Regions from separate parts of the Triticum aestivum genome. Here region 1 is linked to region 2. Evidence: chromatin contacts called from public Hi-C data. All regions are on one chromosome and are shown on one strand. Each heading gives the region's core, a stretch centred on a gene start, on an enhancer-like site or on the middle of the called end of the contact. The rest is flanking DNA. Distances are from core to core; before and after follow the strand shown. Region 1 overlaps LOC123044968 (a long non-coding RNA gene). Region 2 holds the start of LOC123044966 (non-structural maintenance of chromosomes element 3 homolog).

Region 1 (5,037 bases), core at 1,276-3,775, 580 kb after region 2:
TATTTTATTTCAATTATCTTCCGAGCCTATTTATTTAATCGGAGTCCTTTCTCTCCCATCGTCAGAATTCCTTTCTTCCTGTGCTCAGTAACAACAGAATTTATCTCTTTTCTTCATGCTGGTTCATAATAGTCTCATTTATTCCTTCTTTTAGTTTAATTTCCTTTCCTTACCCGTGCCCATAACAGCGAAATTTATTCCTTTCTTTCATGTGTTAAAGATACGACGTTTACTTTTCTTAATTTCTTTCCTTTCTAGCCCACAATCTCATTTAATTAATGAGATATTTTATTCCTCCAATTTAATTATCCGCATCTTTGTTTATTGATTCTCGGGGAGGCTCCTTATTTTTGCAGGCAACTCACAAACGCATTTAAATTAGCAAGAATTTATGTAAAGAGATAATATGGGATTATCTAATTAGCAAACGAACCATGTCATCTTGCTTAGTTGTACGCTACTTCGATTGGCCTTGTCCTTTGTACTTACTAGCAAATGTGTCTGTGTGTTACAACGGAAGAAAAATAAATATCACACGTCGGGGATATGAGGTTCCAGTCGACACCCACCACGTCGTACTGGTAGACTTGCTCATTGTCGTTAGTGCACGTGCTAGGCATCTGGACTGCAAAACTTGTCGCCAGTGACATGCGATCACTAATTCTTGTCTATGTATTACAACCTTTTTTCATCATGGTAGCCACATGTATATTTATTTCTGACAAAGCCTACCTCAGAGTCCACCGCCATCTGCATGCCCGAGACCCATACATCCTCTCTTTTAATGATTTTCTAGGTGGCTTGTTGATACAACAGCTCGCAAACGTATATAAACTGGTGTCATTCTGTTTTATGAGGCGAGGTGGAACTAGTAAAACGATTTGTTGAAGGGGAGCGAACCCTTATTTTCAGCTTTTTTTCTCAGCAAATCGTGTTCCTCCGCCGATCCTCCCTCCGCAATGATTGATATGATGACTACTTATAATATGAATCGTATTATTCACTCCCTAATTAATCAACTCAATCCCATTCACCATCGGCTAGGAACGTAGCCATCAAGCTTTTCTGCATTTGCTACCGCAAGTGGGAATTTAAGTATGTACTAGTAGAACGTCCGTGCGTTGCTACAGACTATAATCCATATAAATGAATCAACTAAATAATTAGGGTCGTTTTCAAGGTCAAATCTCATTTCTTCCTCATACATTTAAACAAGTTTGGACATCAAATGACGCCTAGCGGGCAGCACAAAATGGAACTATATGGACAGACCGGGCTCTTAGAAAGCCGGCCTATATTTGGGAGAGAAATTTAGTTGTTCGAACTATCCGTCATGTTATCTCTAACACACAGTTTCATAAAAAAAACTCCCAACGATGCACCCTTCTCTCTTCCTGTCGAACCCTCCATTTCCGGAGTCCGCTTCTTAAAAATTGGATGACACCGACCTAACATTTGCCATGGCGCCCCCTCTCCTTCACACCATACTTCCCGACGGATCACTAAAGAGGAATCCCCCGCCAACTACCCCGCTCTCCGCACTGATCCCCTCCCCCGTATTCATTTCGATCTGTCGCCGCCATCAAGGGCGACGAGGTGTGCACCCTGACGCCCCCGAGCCAAGAAGGCAGATCCGGCGTCTCATGAGCCATTGTCACGTAGTAACATACAATTTAATGTCGAGCATTACCACGAAACAAAAATATCATATCCAGTGTTGGGCATGTGACTAATACACCACCATGCTCGTTATTAACTCTTGACACAATCAACCAACACATTTACCCTTGTATCCTAATCAAAAAATTATACAACTTTATGTAAAAAATATGAACTGCTCGCTCATGCAATTTACCTCACGTGCGTTTGCTCATATGGTCAGAAATGACATATAGCATCACCAACTAGGTCTTTAATGTATTGGTAATAAATGAAAATAATAGCTAAGGTACTGATGATATAGCATTTCTAGCTGACTCGGCACGATCCAAGGTCCACAAAAAATTTAGTGCGGAAAATCACAAATAGAAAAAAGACCAAATTATACATATACATCTTTTTCATGGAGAATGTGCTTATCACATATTACTCCCTCTGTTTTAAAATAGATGACTCAACTTTAGTACAAAGTTAGTACAGAGTTGAGTCATCTATTTTGAAACGGAAGGAGTACATGGTAGCCCACCATCTATCAGCCACAATGATTGAGTACTCTCTACTAACCCACCTACCCTTGAGTAGTCCGGCTTGCTGCCATGTCCTCCCTTCGGTCACAATTTTCTTAATGATCGTAAGCACAAAAAGTGTTGCTCCACCAAAGACAATAGCATTGCGGTGTTTACAAAGTTCCCAAGTGACGAGCGAGAGAATGGTCCTCGTTTCATTTCGCAAAAAAGAAAAGAATGGCCCTCGTTTCATTTCCCAAGTTATCGTCAACAGTGAGACTTGGTCCAGATTCCCAATAGCCGACCACACCATATGCCACACCGATCGATGATCATGTGAAGGTGCATTCAATGAGAAGATGGTTAATGGTCTCATCGGTTTCGTAGAAGGGGCATGTGTCGTGGTGGGCAAGCCTCTCTTGGTGAGTCAAACAGACGTCCAACAACGGTTTCACATGGCTAACCAAGTGAAGAACCGACATTGAAGGGCGACCTTCGAGTTCCATGTGACGTCCGCGTACGGTACCACATCGCTTCCTCCGAATTTTGAGGCATATGCAGGGCGAACGGAGAACATGCCACTACTCTTCCACGCCCATCTTATGGGGGGGCCTCTGCTCCTCCCGTGAGCTGAACATCAGCAATCCGTGGCCATAGCATCCAAAACTGTTGCAGGCATGGCAAATCAATGACTGGTTCCAAGTCCAGCGCCCAAGTATTGCCTTGCAAGGTCCCCTTAACGGTCCTCGTGGCTCGAATGCGTGGGCGGCCGCCATCATAGACAAGTATACTTCTGAATCATAAAGGTGTCTGGCAATTTTAGTAATCAAGAGATTTACTGCTTCTCGAGTAAAAAGTGTACATTTTCTTTCTTATGATACACAAGTTAAAGTGTTTAGCCGAATACTGAGCTAAATATGCACAAAAAATATGGACCACCATCAAGGAATATTTTTTGTGGGCGATGAGCTTGCTAGGACCTGCACAAAAAATATGGCTTTGACCAGCATCAGTATAATCATTGGTCATCCCCCAGCCTACTTTGAGCTTGCTCAAACCTGCATGGTCGTTTGATTAAAAAAGACTATCTGTTTACTAACCCCTATGTGAACTCTAGATATAAACGAACTAAGTGTATGGAGCAATTAATGGCAGAGAAATTAGCATTGTTACAGTAGAGCAAGTGATGGAAGGTAAGGATGAATATTCTCCGGTGATGGAAGGCAAGGATGAACATTCTCCAGTGCAGACACAAGTGAAACAGAAACAAAAGGAAAATATTTTTTTGTCATTGTTAAATATGGACTGAAAAGGCACATTTGCATTGGTATTCTGATTCTTGCACAAAGGTATAGCAATCTAGAAGAAGAAATAGAATTTTGCCTGCTGCTCGGGCTGTCACATGCAAGTAGTAAGAACAGGGTGTATAACAAAACAATTGGTGGGAAACACGAACAAACCCTGATTTTTCATGACCCCGTATCCCTTAGCACAACAGCGGCAATGTCATATCTCTTATAACCTTTGACCGAATAAGCTCTTGACAAACACAAGCTGAATATAAAGACCAAATGACTGGACAGGAAAATAGAGCATACACATATGAAACAATGGTGCAAGAGCCAAAGTTGAAAGGTTGCAGCTGCTGCCCAGTGGAGCAGACATACCAATTCACTGGATAAATTTTGTTAAAGAAACATGGTGAACCTTTAAAACAAACTGAATTTAAAGGATATCAGTTACAAAAATAAAGTAAAAGGCTATAAATTGTGAAAGACCATTGGCAAGTCATTCAACGGAAGGAAGTTAGCAACGGAAATATTGTCCAAGCAGCCACAAAATATAGTTGGAAATAAGAAATAAAGATTTGTAATTTTGGTTTTCACGCGGAGGTAGTGAGAACTGAGAAGCATACCTAACTGTTTTTTTCTCAAAGCACAGATGCACCAACAAGTTCAAGGATTTGAATGTTAGCATTGTTCCAGAATCCAGACTAATTGGCATCATCCCCTTATTGACCATCCAAGGAACCCTCTTACTGGCTTTAGGAGTCAAATTAGCTCCATGCCGCCTGATATGAGTTATTCAACCAGACCCAAATAAAAACTTGAGTGTATGCAAGACACAATTAGCTTTACCTCAAATTAAAAAAAAATCAAACATTACAGTTTCCTTGCAAACTACAATTTTAACAAAAAAAAATCTAGTGACAACAGAAACTGAATTACAAGTTTATTAATGGGAGAACATTTTGCCAGGTGACAAAAATGAGAGAAATGCAGTACCTTCGGATTCTTAGCAACAACATTATCTCGAGCACCAATCATACTTTAGTTTTATGAGTTAAACTGGTAACTAAATAACAGAAAATGGGTAGGCGGCCGATTAATAGACTTGTAACCTTCAATATTGTATCCACAACTCGCGGAAAGAATGATATTATCATTAGTAGTGCCCACAAAATTCCAGTAATTTGTAGTGAAGCACCATCAGCAGATCAACTATAACAAGAAAGTAAGGTACTCAATACATGTATAAGGTACTCAATATCTTAATGTACCACGATTGGGATATGAAAACTTTCCCCAAAATCATATTTTTTGACTCTTATTAGACTAAATATTTTATCATAGCAGTTTAATGATATTCACACACGTCAATTTGTCCTGGCCAGGAAATCATTCTAGTATTATTACTGGTTCAAAATAAAACACAGCTACATACCTAGAGTTTCACTGGAAATCCCTTTCGACTGTTATAGAACAAGTGAACAACTGCTCCAATTTTACCTAGAACTATACCACGATCCGCATATACATGTATATGTCTATCGTAGTAATCGAACGGATAACAAACATGACTACAGAGAAGG
Region 2 (4,708 bases), core at 1,217-3,716:
CCTCCACCAAGTCTCTACAATGGCTTTCCACCCTAACTCAAGTTCGTCGTTGTACTGGTGAGTTTAGACTGGACAGCAAAAGCCTGAAACATAGGCCAACGGTTACCCCTGAATGGAAATTGATAACGCAATCATTCTGTTTCAGAAAGAACAGACGGAGAGTCAAAGTGAAAATACCTGATGGTTGCTGCATCATATGCACTTCATTCTGCTGTAGCTGTACTGACACCCACAACCTGATCCATGGCAAAAAGAGGATTGGTCAAACAGATCGGATCAATCTTCAATTTAGTTTTCGCTGGCCATGGTATGACTCTACAATGCGACACTGGATTCAGGAGGGTATTTGCCCGCCACTGATAATCTCTACAAGCGACAGGTTATCATGATGGAAATCAATTATGCCCAGAAATTGCCACTACCTGTGCTACTAGTACTCCATCCATCCCAAATTACTTGTCGCAGAAATGAATGTATCTAGACGTATTTTTAGTTCTAGATACATTCATTTCTACCCATTTCTACAAGTAATTTGGGACGAAGGGAGTATCTATTTTGAAATAATTGCTAATACAATTTTGAGAAACGAATAAATACTAGTCATGAACTAGTAGCAACAGCAGTAGCAAGCAACTCTAATGCATACAAATGATTCATTAAATTCATGCACAAAATACTTCTGTAACAATAATCAATAAAATCCGGAGTACGTGATAAGATGGGGCTGGCTCTTTGTCATGGCAATAATCTTTGTCATTAGCAATCGCACTATGTAAAATCCTGAAGCTGGAAAAGAAAAGAGTTCATAATCTAGACTTGTTTATGGTACAACTAGGAACCAGCTAGAATCATACTCAAACACGACCATTTCAGAGGCTGTTTTTTTCAGTATATCGTATAGCACCTAGTTCCTTACCAAGGCTGCGTGCATCAACCGATGCAGAGGCTGGAGCTATCTCCTTTTCAAAATAAAAATAAAAATGTAGTTCCTTACCAAACATTTTATAGCTGTTAATGCTGCACGTTATGGAGAAGGCATTAAAAGCATAAACATCATTTTGAGAGGCATTAAAAGCATAAACATCATTTCTACAGGTTAAAGTGATAGATTAGTTTCACAAATTAGTGTTTGTATATACTCTCTCAGGCAACCAAGCAAAAGTTCTGCTATTTCTAATTTACTGTACATACAGGTTGATGCCTTATTTTTTCGAGATTGTGGTTGATGCTTTTACATACCTGTGAAATGTATTCTTTAAGCTTCGAGCTGATGGATTCATCCAATGCCCTCTCTGCAAGCTCATAAACCATGGAATGGCCTTCTGGACCAGCAATCTTCTCCTTCAGCAAGTACCTGGGCAAAGATACCAAGTGAAAAAAACAAAAGTTGCCAATGAAATACACACTCTGCAGCACACCCTGAAAGTACCAGCAACCTTTGTTGCACTAGTAGTTCAAGCGCCTGCTTATTGTTGCCGAGAACAGGGTGGTTCTCATCAGTTTCATTTAAGCCCAAACGTTTCAGCTGACGCCAAAGGTCCTCTGAAACATGTTTGTCAAAAATCAGTAATATCAAACGATAAAACCTCCTGACTACTGTCGGAAAAAGAACCAGCAATCTCTACCTTCAGAGATCTTGCCACCAGCGACATGAACAATGCTTATGACAACAAAAGCAAACCCAGACACATGGGCACGCTCCTTATCCTCAACATACTTGCTGTACACCTCAGGGTCCAGCTTACTTACCAGGACGTAGCTCTTTGCATCCTGATTACCTAAACACAGCTCGATTCATCGCTGGTCATTCTTAAGTTCAACCAATTTCTACCTTACTACATCATCAGCAAAGATGCAGGCTGCTGTGTGGGCGACGACATTGCAAGATCTAAAGAAGAAGAAAAGCGAGCTTACTGGGCTGCTGGGAGGAGGGGCGTCCGGAGCGGGTGGACGTGGCGCGGGTCCTCTGGAGCTCCCTCATCTCATAGCCGAAGGTCGCCGCAAGCCTGTCCCCAGCTTCCTTGATGACGAGCGCAGGGAGCGCTCGCTGGCGGTAGTAATTGGTGATGATTTGGGTGAGCTCCTCCCGCTTGATGGGGCAGCCGGAGTTCTGGTGCGTCTTGAAGAGCGCGTAGCGCATCACCTCGGCCACAAGCTTGTCCTTCTCCTGCAGGGCCCGATTTGGGCGGATCAAAACGTCGAACACCTTGCGTGCGGCGGGTCGAACTGGGAAACGGGGAGGAGCAGGGTGTGGCGTACCTCCGTGGAGATGTCAATCTGGGCGAATTCTTCGCTGGTCGCCATGCGATTCAAGAACTGTATGACGGCACGAGGAGGGGAGTGGGAGGGATTGCCGCGATTTGGGGCGGAGCAGAAGTACCCTAGGTTCGCATTAAGCGGTTTGTTTTCGTGGTAGAGTGGCGCGAGGGAGACGGCGGGAAACTGAACCGAGCGGATGGAGGGAGGCGGAGACGCGCCCGCGCCTTAAAGCGTCTTCAGCACTTCCCTCGGAAAATCTTTTTTTTCGAGGAACCGGCTGCCTTTTCATTTGAGACAAAAAGAGAGAATATGTACAGAGTTGTTAGGTTTTTCAAGGGAACCTGACAAAACCCGCACAAACAGGAAGTGCCCTACAAATCAGCCAATACCGGTCGCCACATGGACCATGCCGAAAGCCATGGCCCTCTGTCTTATGTTGTCGAACGCGGGGGTCGCCACCTCCACATGGGTTAGGCGGGTTCCGTTGAAAATGCGATGGTTGCGCTCCTTCCAGATATTCCAGATAGTGTAGAGGAAGCGACCACTGCGGCGGCAACTATCCTCCTTGGAAATTGGAGCGATGAGCGAATCCCACCAGTCTGAGATCCCCATGCAAGGCGGTAGCGACATCGAGTTCAGTGGCGCCTCCCCAGTCCGCCCCTGTACATGCGACCAAACCGCTACCGCAAACGGACAGTCCTTGCGCAGGTGATTTGCTGTTTCTGGTGCCCGCACGCAGAGAGGGCAGATAGGGTCGTGCGGCCAGCCACGAATGGCCAGCATGTCCGCCGTGAGGGTCTTCCCGTGGAGCACCAGCCAGGAGAAGAGCTTACATTCTGGCTCTACATGAGCCTCCCAAATCTTGGACGGCGAAAACCTGGGGAAGGATCCGTAGAACTGGGCCGCATAAGCTGAAGCAGAGGAGTAGCTGCCATTAGGGGTCCAACGCCAAGAGATGGAGTCCTCCAGGTCTGGGGACAGCTTAGTCTGCGAGGTCAGAGATGCAAGCGTAATGAACTCCTGCAGCTGTGCGGGTGTCTCCAAACGGGCGACCGATCTAATCCAGTTCTCGTCCTGAAGCTCCCTCATCACAGATCTCTGCTTTCCAGTGGCGATTTTGAAGAGCCCGGGGCCCAGCAATCGTAAAGGACCCTTTCCCATCTAGTCGTCATGCCAGAACAAAGATTTCCAGCCGTTACCCAGCACGATGGTGGTGGAAGCCCTGAACAATGCCATGCCCTAAACAAAGATTTCCAGACTAGGAGCTCTACCAAACCTTTCGAGGTCCGTGATTCCGAGCCCACCCAGGGCTTTAGGCCTGCACACCGTCTTCCAGTTCACCAAGGAGTGGCCCCCAGTCGCATTTTCAAAATTGTCGCTGCACCAGATGAAGTTTCATGAAATCTTGCTAAGCTTGTGATTTGCCCAAGCCGGAAGGGGAGCACAGTGAGATGGTGGGTGGCAATGGCGTACAAGACAGACTTTGCCAAGGAGACCCTTCCTGGCCACGCGAGGTTCTTGCCCTTCCACCCCGGTAATCTGCCCATTGCCTTGTCGATGAGAGGTTGAAGGTCTGTGACGCCCCCGATTCAATCGTACACTAATCATGCATGCAAATGTGTACGATCAAGATCAGGGACTCACGGGAAGATATCACAACACAACTCTACAAATAAAATAAGTCATACAAGCATCATAATACAAGCCAAGGGCCTCGAGGGCTCGAATACAAGTGCTCGATCATAGACGAGTCAGCGGAAGCAACAAGATCTGAGTACAGACATAAGTTAAACAAGTTTGCCTTAAGAAGGCCAGCACAAACTGGGATACAGATCGAAAGAGGCGCAGGCCTCCTGCCTGGGATCCTCCTAGCTACTCTTGGTCGTCGTCAGCGGGCTGCACGTAGTAGTAGGCACCTCCAGTGTAGTAGTAGTCGTCGACGGTGGCGTCTGGCTCCAGGGCTCCAGCATCTGGTTGCGACAACCAGAAAGAAAGGAAAGGGGGGAAAAGGGGGGAGAAAGCAACCGTGAGTACTCATCCAAAGTACTCGCAAGCAAGGAACTATACTACATATGCATGGGTATATGTGTAAGAAGGCCATATCAGTGGACTGAACTGCAGAATGCCAGAATAAGACGGGGATAGCTAGTCCTATCGAAGACTACGCTTCTGGCAACCTCCGTCTTGCAGCATGTAGAAGAGAGTAGACTGAAGTCCTCCAAGTAGCATCTCCAAGTAGCATCTCCAAATAGCATCTCCAAGTAGCATCTCCAGATAGCATCTCCAAGTAGCAACGCGTAGCATAATCCTACCCGGCGATCCTCTCCTCGTCGCCCTGTAGAAAAGCGATCACCGGGTTGTCTGTGGAACTTGGAAGGGTGTGTTTTATTAAGTATCCGGTTCTAGTTGTCATAAGGTCAAGGTACAACTCCAAGTCGTCTTGTTACCG

The links. Hi-C and Micro-C count contacts between places; a contact is called where the count stands out from the background.
Region 1: a contact with region 2 is called in a Hi-C map of leaf, with 5 times the contacts expected there. The contact joins the enhancer-like site here to the promoter of LOC123044966 in region 2. A contact is called at or near these places in 2 of 5 Hi-C or Micro-C datasets (both in leaf).

What each region holds. Positions count from the first base shown.
Region 1 is chr2B:372,152,061-372,157,097 of IWGSC CS RefSeq v2.1, forward strand. LOC123044968 (a long non-coding RNA gene) reads right to left here. Exons shown (of 5, transcript XR_006420843.1): 4 at 4,081-5,037; 5 at 1,843-2,955. Among protein-coding and RNA genes, the nearest start is that of LOC123044968, 5.7 kb to the right of the region's middle. Within about 2 kb of position 2,526, at least 6 of the 8 cell types and tissues checked have an H3K27ac peak or open chromatin away from gene starts, as enhancers often do. A contact at or near this core is called in leaf, where this site is marked.
Region 2 is chr2B:371,567,228-371,571,935 of IWGSC CS RefSeq v2.1, forward strand. It overlaps LOC123044966 (non-structural maintenance of chromosomes element 3 homolog), which reads right to left and starts at 2,467. Exons shown (of 7, transcript XM_044467864.1): 1 at 2,260-2,467; 2 at 1,915-2,167; 3 at 1,626-1,778; 4 at 1,437-1,542; 5 at 1,240-1,354; 6 at 178-236; 7 at 1-83. The coding sequence starts at 2,304. The coding sequence ends at 204.